3 separate regions of the Sus scrofa genome follow, and all the other regions are linked to region 1. Evidence: chromatin contacts called from public Hi-C and HiChIP or PLAC-seq data. All regions are on one chromosome and are shown on one strand. The core of a region is the stretch at or near the end of the contact, and the rest is flanking DNA. Distances in the headings are between cores, read along the strand shown. Region 1 has its middle 160 kb from the start of TCF4. Region 2 overlaps TCF4 (transcription factor 4). Region 3 holds the start of TCF4 (transcription factor 4).

What was found. A called contact is a pair of places that touch in the nucleus more often than the background predicts. HiChIP or PLAC-seq counts read pairs in DNA pulled down with a chosen protein or histone mark.
Region 2: a contact with region 1 is called in an H3K27ac HiChIP or PLAC-seq map of skeletal muscle, with 6 times the contacts expected there. The contact joins two enhancer-like sites. A contact is called at or near these places in 5 of 47 Hi-C or Micro-C datasets (embryonic fibroblasts, heart right ventricle, liver and 2 more) and 1 of 2 datasets of contacts at active chromatin or transcription factors (skeletal muscle).
Region 3: a Hi-C map of skeletal muscle shows a contact between it and region 1, with 6 times the contacts expected there. The contact joins the promoter of TCF4 here to the enhancer-like site in region 1. A contact is called at or near these places in 2 of 5 promoter capture datasets (fetal skeletal muscle and liver), 12 of 47 Hi-C or Micro-C datasets (alveolar macrophages, brain, embryonic fibroblasts and 6 more) and 1 of 2 datasets of contacts at active chromatin or transcription factors (skeletal muscle).

The regions. Positions count from the first base shown.
Region 1 is chr1:105,234,700-105,239,728 of Sscrofa11.1, reverse strand. No RefSeq gene overlaps it. Among named protein-coding and RNA genes, the nearest start is that of TCF4, 160 kb to the right of the region's middle. Within about 2 kb of position 1,923, at least 32 of the 83 cell types and tissues checked have an H3K27ac peak or open chromatin away from gene starts, as enhancers often do. A contact at or near this core is called in brain, fetal skeletal muscle, retroperitoneal adipose tissue and 2 more, where this site is marked.
Region 2 is chr1:105,002,288-105,007,316 of Sscrofa11.1, reverse strand. The region is part of intron 3 of TCF4 (transcription factor 4); the gene reads left to right. Among named protein-coding and RNA genes, the nearest start is that of TCF4, 75 kb to the left of the region's middle. Within about 2 kb of position 1,891, at least 28 of the 83 cell types and tissues checked have an H3K27ac peak or open chromatin away from gene starts, as enhancers often do. A contact at or near this core is called in retroperitoneal adipose tissue and skeletal muscle, where this site is marked.
Region 3 is chr1:105,076,793-105,081,821 of Sscrofa11.1, reverse strand. It overlaps TCF4 (transcription factor 4), which reads left to right and starts at 1,903. Exons shown (of 20, transcript XM_021093491.1): 1 at 1,903-2,463; 2 at 4,677-4,768. The coding sequence starts at 4,697.

The DNA.
Region 1 (5,029 bases), core at 674-3,173:
AATCCCAGCCACAGGGCAGCTGCAAATCCCCACTTCAGATTTTGCTTTGTCAGCATGTTCTCTGACAAGGCATAGATTTCTCCTCCACCTCTTGACAGAAGTGACATTAGCTAATAAAGCCAGGTCTATATGGACAAGGTGAAATAAAGAATCCAAGCATAGAGACCTTGAACAGAAACCTGCCTGGCAGCACAGAAGTGGCCTTTTACAAAGAAATAATCCAGATAATTTATTTTCCCTTCTGCTCGTGTAGACCTGTTTCCCTGAAATTCTTTTCAATCCGCCTGAATACAGAAGAGCACCAGGGGGAGCTCACACATCTTCCTTCTTTTTCTCCCCCTCTCAGAGAAGGTTGGCTCTTGTATCCCAGGGAAAGGGTGGGTCAAAACAACATATCTGAAATAATTTAGCGATGTAAACACACAGGTAATATTCTAGATTTTTCTGGAAGGCTCTGCACTGTCTCACTTTGGGCACACCTAAAATCAGCGGTCAGTCAACTCAGCTGGCTCTGAGTTGTGGCCTCTTAAACTCCTGAATCAAAAAGCATAAGGGCACATCTCTATGTCTCCCTTAAAAAGAGAGAGAGAGAGAGAGAGAGAGAGAGAGAGAGAAATCGGGAAGGGGAGACAGAGAGAAAGAGAGATTCTGCTTCCTTGCAATTTGAAATGACATTTTTCAGAACACTTCAGTTTTAATCACAGTGGAGAGTAATGGAAGGGATTTGGGTCTTTGACTTTCTACATTAATCAATGGGATTGATTTTTTTTTTTTTAATTTTAAAGAAGAGAAATAGCCTCTCTCCCCACCCCCTTCTCTCTCTGAAAACATGAGACAAGGAGGAGAAACTCTAAATATATAGTTAACTGTTGTATTATCAGTATGAGTGGAGAGAATCAATGGTATAAAGAATCCTAAAGGACTAAATAATCCCCAGCTCTACTCCAGGAGTGTGTGTTTGTGACAGTGACATTCAGAGTGTAGAGAGCCCTAGCCTGCCCCAACTGGTGAGAGGGGGAGAAAAAAGAGCCCCTGCTTCTGACACTTGATGCACAGAAAATGCTCTTCACTCACTACTTTCAAGAAATGATACAGTTCTAATCTTAACTTTTGAAACTACAGATCACAAAATCTTTTAGAGATCCTAGCTCTGGAAGATCCCTTCATGAGGTCATCTAACCAAACCTCTACTTTAAGGCAGGTGAGATAAAACTGTTTTAAATTTTACTTTAATAGATGAAGTAGTTGAGGTTCAGAGAGGACAATTAAGAGCCTGAGTCAGGCAGTGAAACGATTTTTGTCTGTAAATTAAAAACCCACTCAGCATCCAATTCCCCATGCTTGCCCTTGCCCCCATTATAAAACTGTAAATAACGTTGTTTTAATATTCCAGGTCTAAACTTTGAAGAACCCACAACCCAAAAGAGGAAAGATGACTGAATCAAAAGGGAATGCAGAATAATGAAAAACTGAGGTAGCTAAACACCTGGAGGAAACGCTAGGATTGATCAAAGATCCCATCAAATGTGGCTTTCTCCCCAGGTTAAGGAGGCTGAACCGCAAAGAAACCACGGGGCAGCCGAGGAGACGACGCCTTTTGGGGCCCTGTGTCGCGCTGCAGTATGATCAGCTATAAGGCCGGGCGAGGCAGCTGCCGCTTGGCGCCCGAGCGGAGGCACCGCGTGGCAAGGCCGGCGGCGACAACGCAGGGCGGTTGGCTCCGGGAGGGTCGGCCGGGCGCGCCGAGGCGGCGCGGCTACCGCGAGGAGCGCGCTCCAAGCCCGACTTGTTGGAAGATCTCGTGGCGCTCGGTCGGCGACAGAGATAGCGGCGCCGCAAGAGCGCACGAGGGCACGCCCACCGCAGGCCAAAGGGCTGCAGTTACAGTGGCCCGCCAGGGGACAGGGACGCCCCCCCGGCCAGCGAAACAGGCTCGGCCTCCGCCGCCGAGCCGGTCCGGACCGCGCGCAGCGAAAATAATGGAGATGTAGCCAGCGGAGGCTCGTATAGCGAGATCCAAATCCAAGACTCTATGTCGGCGTGGATGGAGGGCTGGCGGCAGAGGGACAGGGGCTTTAATCGCGACAGAAGCCCTGTAGGTGGTTCAGACTTTTTCTTTTGCCCTCAGGGGTCGAGCATCCGAGGTTAAACTGCCTGCGACTCACATGTCAGTGCAGCAGTTTCCCTGAGACTTCAGCGGCGGGAGGCCGAGCACCTGTGCTCCGTGCCTCTTGTAGGGACAGCTGTGCGCATCCCTCGGGCCCACAGACCGCACCATCTGACCTGCCAGGAACGAAATCTGAGCCTCGGAATTTGAAGGGCCCCGCGCACGTTCCTTCTCGGATAAATCTCCTAGGAAAGGATCGTTATTCTCCACTCAGAGATTATTTAGAGAGATGTCCTGGACGGGATAGGTAAACATATGACAGCCCAAGGAAGACATGTAAAACTTTAAATTGTAGACACTTAAGCACCAACTGTCTGGAGCCCTGAAGGGGGGAAAAATTATCCATCATCAGAAACTGCCAGGGCTGCTGGCATTTTCTAAATCAGAGGATGTATTAACCAGAGTGTGGGAAGTTTTCTGAACACAGAATTCATATTTCTGAAGCTCGTGAAGGGAGTGCTTCAACTCTCTTTCTGGTTGTTGTATCTTAGATCCCTAATTCCTTGGTTTTAACCACCAAGAAGAATTCCTTATAAGCAAGTTATTAAAAGCATTTACATTAAATATTACTGGATGGGAAATATTTCGTTTCCCATGCTCATTGTATCATATTCACTATGAACATCTCTGTGATCCAGAATGTTTGATATCAGACAGGCTTTCACAAGAACCCAAGCAGGTGTTAAAGGGCCCCACAGCACCTTGCGCTTGTGCAAACAAAGGGAATCCAAGGATGCTGCTGATGAATACGAAGTAAGGAAAGACACCCTTTTTCCCCCTTATTTTTAAGCTACTCTCTTAACCCAAAGAAACATTCTTTCTTTGACCATAAGATGAAGATTATTTAATTGATAACTTTGAGGGCCTTGTTCCTCTGTCACTCTTGAAGTTTTTTTGGTGGGGGGGGGCTGTTTGGGGGGAGGGTTTTTTGGGGGGAGAGGGCTAAGTGGAAAGGGAGAAGGAAAAGAAATTTGTTACTGGCTTTATCGAACCCTGTTAGGTTCCGTTTCTAACATGATGTGGAATGGAGAAGTTGCAATAAGTACATGATGGGAAAATAAGGTCTGTTAGAAAAATGTTAGGAAATAGGAATTTAGTGCCCTGGAGAAAAAAAAGGTCAAGAAAACCTTTAGTTTCTGTGCCTTTTAGATAGATAAAATACCAACCTACGAAGAAGAGATAGGGGTGGAATATATTTCCCCAGGCACCTATCTATCCAAAACTTTACTTGCATTATCTCATTGAATTGTTTCCACAACTTGAGAAAAAGGGTATGAGTTTTAATCCAATCCTTTTACAGAGCAGAAACCTGTAGAGAGCCCAAAGCAAATTGCCTGAGGGCTTTTATAACTAGATAGGAGCAGAATTAGAATTGACTAAGGAAGGGGTAAAGAAGAACTTGAGAATTAGTGTTTTTAATCTTGATTAGTTACAGAGGAAAAATGGGAAATTAATTACTTTCTGGGAGGATCTTTAGATTAGTGGGGGGAAATGATATTAAGAAAGACAAGTCCAAGTGAATTTTTCTTATTTCCTATTAGTGGCTTCAAGAAAGGTGTGACAGGGAGTTCCTATCGTGGCACAGCAGAAACGAATCCGACTGGGAACCATGAGGTTGCGGGTTCGATCCCTGGCCTCGCTCGCTGGGTTAAGGATCTGGCGTTGCCATGAGCTGTGGTATAGGTTACAGACTCGGCTTGGATTTAGCGTTGCTGTGGCTCTGGCCTAGACAGGCAGCAACAGCTCTGATTCGACCCCTATCCTGGGAAAGGCAAGGGTTCTAGTGTTTGAATGTACCAAGACTCTGGGAAGAGGGCAGATAACTATAAAAGCAAGCTGTGAAGGTCTGAGCAGGTGGAGGAGAATGATTATGAAAAGCTTAGAGCAAGGTACCTCCACATCATAACCTCCATATGCCATGGGTACAGCCCTAAATAAAACAAAACAAAAATAGTGTGACAATTTGGGACAACCAACAACCAAATGGTGCCCAAATTCATTTGCTAATGTTCTTTTCAACTGATAGATTTACTAGCAATAATTAGGCACATGTCGTGTCCTTATTCTTCAGGAAATTTCTGTTATTTGAGGAGAAAAGCTTTAGACTCCTTCCAATTTAAGAACAATTGGATTTTAGTTGGCAAATAGACAATTTATCTGTATGATTGAATTTAAAAGGCTTGGAAAGGGTCCTAAGGGTCCAAAGAGAATAAAAACTGAGAATAAGCATGGCTCTTGAATCGGACAACTCTAGCTGTGAGTTTGAGCTGTGCTAGTTATGGCTAGCTGTGTGACCACAGGCAACTTTCTTAACCTCTCTGGGCTTCAGCATCCTCATCTCTAAAATGAGGCAAATTAACCTTTGCAAGGTTATTGTGCAGATAAAATAAAATATTATGGGGGAAAGCTTTTAACACGATGCCTGGTATATAGTAGATGCTCAAAAGTGTTAGTGTAGCTTAATGTGATTAAAGCATGTGAGAGCAGATTTTGAGAGGGTGGGAAAGCGCACCAGACGTGGGACTGGAAAAAGGAAGTGCCACCAACTTGAGCTCAATTTTGCCTGGAGCTGCCTCTGGGGGAAAGGCAAGGGTTCTGGTGTTTGAATGTACCAAGACTCTGGGAAGAGGGCAGATGACTACAAAAGCAAGCTGTGAAGGTCTGAGAAGGTGGAGGAGAATGATTATGAAAAGCTTAGAGCAAGGTACCTCCACATCATAAATCTTCTTGATCTTGAGATCAAACAGTACTTTCAGAAACTGCAAGAAATGAAGGCTGAGACAAAATGCCACCATGTAATTTTTAAGCCAGTTAGTAATGATGGCATAGGACAAAAATGTTTGTATTCTTACTTAAACCTTG
Region 2 (5,029 bases), core at 642-3,141, 230 kb after region 1:
GCCAGTTGCCTTTCCCCACTATAACTTCGCTCATCATACTCATTCCTACCTGCAAGTACCTAATTCGCCTATTGAAATCTTATTAGTTATTCAAAGATTTGCCAATACCTCCTCCAGACATGATTTTTTCTCATCTCTGAATTTTATATTATTTGTCTAACTCTTAGGACACTTATTATATTTTCCATGCCTTTTAATTATTGTTAAAATTCTTATTTGGAAGTTATTTGCAGAAATTTCAAACAGTTATAAAGAGAATAGTATAATAAACTGCCATATATCCATTATTATACAGCTTTGATAATTATGAACATTCTGTCATTTTTGAATCCATTATACATCACACTCCCCACCCATACTTGAATTTAATTAATTTGAATAATAGATTATGAGAAACTTGAAATTAGGAACTATATATAAACTTTATTCAGTTTTTTCTGACTAAATATAATATATCTTCTTTGTGGAGATATCCAATATTAATATTTTGAAGACTGAAGATTCTAATTTTTGTTTTTAAAAACTTAATATGAAATGTGTATATTACTTTTTAACATTTTATCATGAGCATTTTTCCAATGTTCTTAGACATTTTCAAAAACATGATCTTTTAAAGGCAGCATCATATCCCATCATAGGTTCTTCCAAAATTTATTTAAACAGTTTCCTGTTGACCACTGTTTGGAACAGCCTTGTCTTTAAATACTTGTCTTCATTTACAAAGATATTAGGATAGTTTCCTAGGGAATTATTAGGTGAAAGGCTCTTTACATATCTTGTCAAATTGCTGTCTAGGAAGGCTGTGCCACTTTGCATTATTTTTATCTTATTAAGTTGGTATTGAAAAATCTGGTATCTGATTGTTTTTGTTTTAAAGTAGGTATTTTCTGGATTATTAATGACATTGGACATTTTTCAGGATCATGATTCTTATTATTTCATGTGTTAAATAAGGTGTTATCTGGAATTGCAGTGAATGCTACATGTCAATTAATTTAGCTCCAAATCTAATGCTTTGTAGTGATAATCAATTATTTTTAGTTTTTCACAAATCAGCTTTTGCTGTCTTTGTAACCAAAATGTCTGCCTAAGTGCAAATTACATTAGTTGAGAGTTAGTCTTATTTTACTTTTTGAGTATTATTTTTCAAAGCTGTCATTCTGTATAATTTTCTCCCTTTATATCATATAACTTTATTGAGAAGTGTAATTCTGCCTGGAATTATTTAGCTTTAGGTAAAACTTCTTTGTCTAAGAAATAGACTCTCAGGTATAAATACATTTTTGTTTTAAAAAATATTTTATTTAGGCCAAAGTTTTAAATCACTCATTGTATTTGACTGAATTTATAGTGTATTTAACCTTCATTCTGGAATACATTTTAAAACTCTCTTTTTAAAGTGCTTAGTGCAATTTTTATATGAAGTAAAATAAAAGTTGCCATTTTCACAAGTGAGTGTTTTAGTGGTAAGGCTGCTCTTTTGCTGTGTGAAATTTCCAAACTCCAGCATAGGGATTGAATGAAAATATTTATATTAATAAAGCAGCATAGGTAAATATTTTCAATTTCAGAAAAAAAGCAGAAAATGCCTCTTTCTTTCCTGTTGGAGTTACTTTATTATCTAAATCTAGGTTGTAAATCCACAAGTAAAACCAGCATTTTATTAGAATCTCATGCCATTCGTTCCATCTAATCAAATCATACCTCGCTGAACTATGTTCAAATACGTTGAAAAATAATTTACTGGCGTTGTGTTGAAAAAGAATATTAAAAGTATATGTGCGGTGTAGAGGAAACACTCAAAACAGATCTACCCAGACATCAACAGGATATTATTACCCCAAAGAAATGACGACAGTTTGCCAGCTAGATGCGTAGAGGAAGGAAATTTACAAACATCTCCAAGAGAGGCATGTTGAGGGGTTGAAGGAAATGAGGCACGTCCTGCTTTTATTGTGCTTATTGGAGTGGGATTCCCAGAAGACTGAACAAGGCTGTCCTGAGACCTCTGTTTGGCAAGGATCTTGTTGACTCATATTTTATTTTTGTTTCAGTAAAGGTCTGCTATTGTTCAATTTTCTACTGTGGCTTATAAACACAGAGCCAATATCATTTCCCCATCTATTGACTGATGTTTACAAATAAATGAAAATCTGCCGTCATCATTAACTCATGTTCTGTTTCCACTAAGCAAAGAAGAGGAACAGAGACGTCTCCTTAAAAGATGGACCTTTTACGTGGAGATCTCAGTTCACGTTGTATTTCAGAGTTTGCACGTTGTGTTTCAGAGTCTTAATCACCTGATATATTGGGGGAATTTATTACTTCCTTTTCCTATGGAAGAGGAAAAAGGAGATAAATATTTACAGAACCTGGGTTTCAAAAGCCTGCTTTTCGATTAAAATGTTTGATCTCTCAATGTCTGAGTCCTCTGCTTATAAGTTGAATCACTGGACCTTTATGTCTGAGATCATAAGACTTTCAGTTGGAAATGCCTGGTTTAGAGTAATGAATTCTTATGATGCTTTGAAATATTTAAAAAATTTCTGTCAAGTTGTACACTGAAATGGGAAATATTATAAACATTTCTGCTTGTTTTCGCTCTTTTTCTTGTATTTATCAAAATGCTGAGTGTCATAAATCTCTCTAGACAGAGAAGTACGGGAATGGAAATCTTTGGTTTTCTGCTGTGACTCAGTCTGAGGGGCAAGCGGAAGGCTATCTCTGGAGTTTTAGGTTATGAATTTGTCCCCTTAATTCTGAGTCAGAAGATGTGGTAACTGTCACTCTTATTCACTGAGTGACACCACACTTGGCTTTTTGTTTAGAAGACATTTAAAGGAGACACACATGAAAGGGAAAAATGGTGTGAGAAAGTGGAAGGCTAATGTTGGTTAAAATCTGGTTTTGCTTTCATTTCTTTTATTTATTCCTTAGGATGATTGCTTTCGATAATTTTTTTTTCCCCAGTCATTTTAATGTCTGAAAAATTCCAAAGAGAACTGTTATTTCAGCCCTTCAAAGGTATGTTTCAGGGTGAAGATAGGGACTGATCACCAAAGGAATTTCCCTGGCGGGAGTCCTAACATTTTAACTTCCCATGATTTTTTTTTCACCCTCTTTTCCTTTTATTTTTGGCTCTGACTCCCAGGAATGTCTGGTTTAAAGGAATTCCCATGGGAGGCAGGTTTGGATGATGTTGAAGGTTCTCCAGGTGCTTCTGAGGCAGGATTTTGAGAAATGATGTTCATTGAGAGATAAGCCGCGATTGTTCTAGTGCAAAGGGGCTGAGGATTTGGGGGCAGTCATTTCTGGATGTCACATTAGGCCACTGGAGGTTCTGTCCCTGATGGTCTGAGTTGCCTGTAAACTATTTGTTAGAGGTGGTCATTCCCTTAGCTCTCCAGTTTTCTAGGAGAACTTACTTTGGTAAATTCTGACTGATGGCCTCTTTTACATACTCTATTGGCAGGGGGTGTCAAATATTTTCTGAGTAGTTTTCTACACAGTGGATTAAGGCTAAAAAAATAGGTAGTAGAACCAGCATTTGAGCTGAGTATTTGTGGTGGCGATGGTGGTGGTGATAGGGTGTGTGTGCTTGGACACATGTATACATGTGTCTGTAACACCTGTATGTTTTTTGTTGCTGCAACTGCTTGCTTTTAGGTAACTTGAATTTGAGCAGAGAATAATTTAGATAATATCAAGGCTTTGGATGTGTTAGTCCTGCATGAATAGGATTTAAAATCTGCCATAGGTGTAATATTGCTTTAGGAAATCCATAATACATGGGAATAGTAAGTTGACATACAACTTGAGTACTTATAGAAATTAGAACACATATAGATGTATATTTTTATTTTGGTGTGGAATATTCAAGGTCAGCAAGTTAGCAAACTTCAGAAATAGAGTAGTTTTCCTGTTTAAAAAAATAATGATTTAATAACATACAGAGTCTTCCTACAATTTTCAAGAGAATATTTACTCTTTTATTTCAGATCATCTGTTTTAACAGTTAATCAAAATGCAATTCAGATTTATTTGGATTTTTTTAAAACTCAGCACATCATTTTTCAAGAGTAAGCACATTTCTTATAGAGGTTATGAAATGAAGATTTTTGTTGCACCTATCATGCATTGCAGTTTTGTTATTTGCAGTTTGTTATTAAGTGTTCCAAGGTATAAAAGAGTATGCACAGCAACAGTGTTGACTGTACAGATTTCTGGTATTTTAAAATGAAAGAGCAAGTAAGTGCAAGCTGGGAAGGGTGGGCTTTCCAGTATGGACTCTAGCTTTAAATCTCAGGTCTTTTACTTACTTCCTGGAACATGGAGCAATACAATTATGTAATTTCTCTGTAAAATGAGGATAATATAAGTACCTACTTCATCAGGTTATGAGAATGAAATTAGTTAATACATCTGAAGCATTTAGAACAGTGTTTTAGCTCATAGTAACTGATCAACAAGTATTTTCAAGCTCTTAGCATGATCGGTTTTAGAGAGGAAACATATAATGGGTCAGTTTCACAGTTATCATTGGAAATAATAATTACATTTGAAAATCCAGCAAAATATTGACATTCAGAAATCATCCTCAGAAGCGGTGGTAGTGGAATGCTATAACTGGCAGGAATGGGAGTCTCATGAGAAGAGAGCCAGGGAGTGTGTGTGTGTGTGTGTGTGTGTGTGTGTGAACGATGGCTCAGAGACATGCTTGCTTAGTAAGCCTACCCACTTGACCTTGACTGTGTTACAGATCAATTTGAAGGAGCACATTTTTCTAAAGATGCTTTTAGTTTCACTTAAATGAGTTTGCAATTGCACCTGTAAAATAATCAGGGGTTCGAGAGGCATTTTGTTGGTGGGGATGGGACAAGGTTTGGGGATGTATTGTGTATGTTGGGGATAAAGTCCTCCACCTGCCTCATCTCATTGCCACTGGTCCTCTGGTCAGGAGGCCTCTCTGACCTTTACAGGGTCTTCCTTTTGCTTCCGATGAGCATCCCCTTGAGGACGGAACTTTCTA
Region 3 (5,029 bases), core at 654-3,153, 160 kb after region 1:
TGGAGCAGCTACCCCAAAACATATCTGCTACATTTCCCTTTCTATCTTAAGTTCCTCTGGATTCTATCGTCTTCTAAGGTACCACCAGTCTTCATAAGCATACTTATTCTTCTGATGTTTCAGGGAAAAAAAAAAAAATTCAAATCTGTCCCTTAGTTAAAAAATAGGAAGAACAGTTGCATGGTTTTCTGACTGTAGGGTGCAGTTAAAAAAAAATCAGTAGCCAGCAACTGGGGTGCATTTAGGTCCTAGATGCTCCTCCCATTGATTTCTGGATGGATATATTCCTCTTGAAATTCAAGGGAAGGGGGAATCTTAAAATTTGGAAACTAGAAGGAATCTTATGGGATTATCTAATCTGTTCTCTGCATTTAACAGTAAAAGATACTGACATCAAGCCTTAGGTCCCAGGGCTGATTAGAGGTAGAGCCAGTAGAATATTTCTCCTAAACAAACGTTTGTGATTTTGATTACATCATCTCAGTGTAGCCGATAGAGAATCTGAGAATCAGAGATAGTGCTTGTGATAATGCAGCATAAAGTAGTGTCTAAATGTAAAATTTTATTTTAAGATAAGAACACGGAATGGGTAGGAAAGACAGAGATCTGCACAGTGTGTGAAGAGACAGGAAACAACCTATAAATGCCCCAATTCTTGTTCCCTAAAATTTGCATATGAACAAAAGATCATGAAAATTGATCAGAACTCTTGTCACTGGCACAGAATTGCATTGCATCAGAAAATGGAGATTAGGACGTTCCCATTGCCAGATGGTATAGGAATGTGGCTGGATGTTGACTCTAATTGAAGACAGCCTGCCTTCCAAGGTGGGCGCTATCACTTAATAAAGTTGTGTAATTTAGGCAAGTTTGTACCACTTCCTAAATGGCCCTGGGTCAAGTAGTAGCACAAACTCCACAGAGTCACTCTCAGGATTGAAACAGCTAATATTTGAGAAATTCTTAGAACAGTGTCTGGCACATAGTAAACATGTAAGTGCTAACCTGTCATCATTACTTGCATTTCTCCAGTGGGAGGACTAAAAGCTATTATTTTGGAGTAATCTCCATTTCAAATCCCATGGGCTAGATTAGAGATATCAGTTGGTTTAGCGAGGAATTAGAGATGGAAAGGGAAGATTTCTTTCGGGGCGGCTCTATCTTTATCCTTCTAAGTCGTAGGAAATTCATAAAGCGGGCGTTTGTTATTTGCATTGCACAGACCAGAAAACTGGCTAGAGAAGGTAGAACTCTGGGCCAGAACTACACGTTGAGTAAGGAGTGGGTCACGGTAAAACTGGTCTCAGTTTAAAGGGAGTAAAGGAACATCTTCTCCCAGTAGACTTCTGGACTTGAAAAGTTCTCACTTTTCCGGGGGTGCCTAGAAAAAAGGGTGAGGGCCCTGCAGGAGAGGACCCACATTGCTCTCGAAGCCCAGGCGCTACAACTTGGCTCAGTGGCCTCTTTCTGCGTCACCCACGCCTCGCTAAGAGCACCAGCTTCACTTTGCAGGAGATCCAGGCTCGACCTTTCCGTTGGGGAGGCCGATGTGGCCTCTCTCGGCCTCCCTTTCCCGATCCTCCCTCAGGGTATCTGACTCCTCTGTGCAAGTCTTAAAGAGTTTAATTACTTAATTGATTTGCAAACTACACTTTGGAGTCAAAGAACTGAGAAGGGAAAGCACCGGGAACTTTAAGCAACGCGCAGGAGCACAGGGCCCGCGAATGGCTCCAGCCTCGGGAGCCCTGGCAGTTCAGCCCTCACGCGCGACGCCGGCCTGAATCCAGCCACCCACCTCCCGTTCCGGAGGAGGCGTGGCCCGCACGCGCCGCCATCTTGATCGCCTCTCTAGGCGCTCTGTTTACTACTCTATGGTCGCCCGCTCCCGCCCCGCCCCTCCCCAGTCATTGTCTGGAGGAGCAGCCGCGGCCGCAGCGCCTTCTCTTTATAAGCCCGCAGTGCCCGGATGTGAATGGATTACAATGTATCTTTCAGGGAAACCTATTATTATCAATGTGACTCCACAGGGGAGTCAATGGTGATGATGATGAGGAGGAGGAGGATGATGATGATGAGACACCTCTAAACTTGGAACAAGTTTAAGACTTTATAAGAGGAGAAGAAAAAAAAGCACCACCAAGACTTGTTTGAGGAAAAATCATAACTATCCTGTATTGCTATTTTTTATAAACAATAAGAAAAAGTTGTCGGATTTTTTTTTTTAATGATTTCTTTTTGGGGGGAGGGAATTTTGTTGCAGTTTTATGGTGGAAAATGCAAAAACCAGAGCCAGGTGCATAATCTTGTATTTTGTGGATATCCCTGGAGCAGAACTGAGTACCAGTTAAAATACTTTTTTGGGGGATACACATGTGAGATACTAAGTACTTGCAGAAGATTTTTGTCTCTCTTTTTAAAGTCACTTTCCTTGGAATATTGTGAGAATATTTGTGGCCATTTAAGGTAACGTTACAATTTGCTGTCAGAGTAAACTGTTTGTAATTGAATTTAATTTTTAAAATGTAGATCCCAGTGTTTAATTAAAACAAAAGGAACGACCTATTAAATAATTGCCAATGAGAAAAAGTGTGTGCATGCATTCTGTGTATGTACTCGCACCTCTAGCAATAACAGGGTTTATAAAGTGTGTGTTTTAACCCATGTTAAAATAGCGTATGTTGGATATACTTGATAAAGCACGTTTGTTATTATGAAACGATAGATTTGTGCAGCTTAATTTTAATCCTAAAAAGTGATGTGAAAAAAAGTATGTTTTAAGAGCATGCAGGGCCTGTAATGGTAAATGTTGAATTAAAAACTTAAAGTGCTGGCGAACGAGGGCTTAGCGTGCCTAGGAACTCAAGTGTAAAAACAAAACAACACCAACCCTCAAAAATTGTCTTTTATTTATTTATTTATTTTTTGGCGAAGTTAGCAGTTATACTATTCTGTGACTTTACAGGGAGGGGAAAGAAAGTATGTAATTTAGGTTTCGCCCCCAACGCAGAAGTACCGACATGAAAATCTCCCCAGCAAAATGTGGCTTGGTTTATATCTAGAAAAAGAAAAATATTGTTCCTCTTGGCAAAGTCTTTTTGCATCACGTGTATTTGCAGCCTAGTATAAACTTGCTTTGCCGTGTGTGTGGATGTGTGAGTGAGAGGGAACGAGAGTCAGAGAAAGAAAGAAGTGAGGGGATGTAAACTCGAATAAATTTCAAAGTGCCTCCGATGGATGAAACGGGCAAAAACTGAACTGTTCAGGCTTCAGATTGTAACTGACGATCTGAGGGAAAATGAGGTGCTCGATGAAATTTCGTTTGTATTTTTTTTTTTTTTTTCTTTTGCGAGGCGGGGGAGGTGTTGAGATTTTTTTTTTTCCCCTCGGGGGGGTGGGGGTGCATCCCATCCACTCCGACCCGAGCGAGCCGCGTCTCCCCGCCGGAGCCCCCCCACCCATTTCTTTGCTGAACTTGCAATTCCGTGCGCCTCGGCGTGTTTCCCCCTCCCCCCCTTCCCTCGTCCCCTCCCCTCCCCGGAGAAGAGAGTTGGTGTTAAGAGTCAGGGATCTTGGCTGTGTGTCTGCGGATCTGTAGTGGCGGCGGCGGCGGCGGCGGCGGGGAAGGAGCAGGAGCGGGCGCGGGCGCAGGCGGAGGAGGTGGTGGCGGTGGAGGCAGTGGTTAGACATGAACGCCGCCTCGGCGCCGGCGGTGCACGGAGAGCCCCTTCTCGCGCGCGGGCGGTAGGTACCGGCGCCGGCAGGGCTCGGCGGGGCCGGTGCGCGGGGCTGCGCGGGGCTCGGGCTCGGCGGCCCCGCACGCGGCTCCGCGCCTACCGAGCCGCGGGCTCCCGGCTCCTGGCGCTCCCGGCTCCCGGCGCTCCCACTGGAGACACCCCTTCCCCTCCCGCGCCTCTTCCCTCCCCCTCATGTCTAACCCCCCCTGGCCCCCCCTCCCCGGTAATGACACTTGGAAGGACCGACGACTTTGCCAGGGGCCTGACTTTAATTTTTACAACCCTTTCTTTCACAAATTAGGGTGCTGGACAATTACAGGACCCGACCCTCCACTCCGCTCCCCCCCCTTTCGCCGACCCTGTCACCCCTCCCCCTTTGGACGTGTTTTCACTCCAGAGACGCTCATCTTTAATTTCTTTATAGCTACTTTGAAACGCAGAGGGGAGTGGTGTGTGTGTGTGTGTGTGCGCGCGCGTGTGTGCGTGTGCGAGTGTGTGTGAGGGGGGTGGGGTGGAGGGTGGGGGGGAAAGTTGAGACCGGATCGTTCTGAGTAGTTTCTCTTTTCTCTGTGATCCATTCATTTCTCGCTCTACCTCCTGTTGCATAAAATGATGCGCTGAAGAGCGGCTTTTTTTTTCCCCTTCCCGGATTTGGTTTTATAGTGGATGTTACCAGTTTTGATCGTCTCTTTGGAAATACAATATCAATATCGCCTTTTTTTTTTTTTTTTTTTTTTTTGCTATTGCTGCCTATTCCATCTTAAAAAAAAAAGAAAAACCAAAAAAAAAAAAAACCCTCTTCCATCCCTCCCCCCTTTCCACCTTAATCCCACCCGCCCCCACACCCCCACTCCTAAACCCCCCAGTCTCCAAAAATCCGATTGTGTTTTCTCCAAGGATTGGGACTGGATTTTCTGATTGCGGTTATTTCCATGTTTCTAGGTTTGTGTGATTTTGCTAAAATGCATCACCAACAGCGAATGGCTGCCTTAGGGACGGACAAAGAGCTGAGTGATTTACTGGATTTCAGTGCGGTAAGAAAGAACGGTGGAAACTAACAACAGCTGTGAAACAAAACAAAACAAAACCAAAAAACCCAAACACTTGAGCTAGAAACCAGTAGTAATCTAAAGGACAGGGATAATTTTTAATTGGCTGAATCCTTGGTAAACATGAAGGTCTTTTTGATAAAGTTTTTAACTACAATTTTTGGGTGTGTTGGACGAATTAGGCTTTTTTTCGGAGTCTAATTACTTGCCTGGAATTCCCTACCTACTGAGCCCCCCCAAATAATG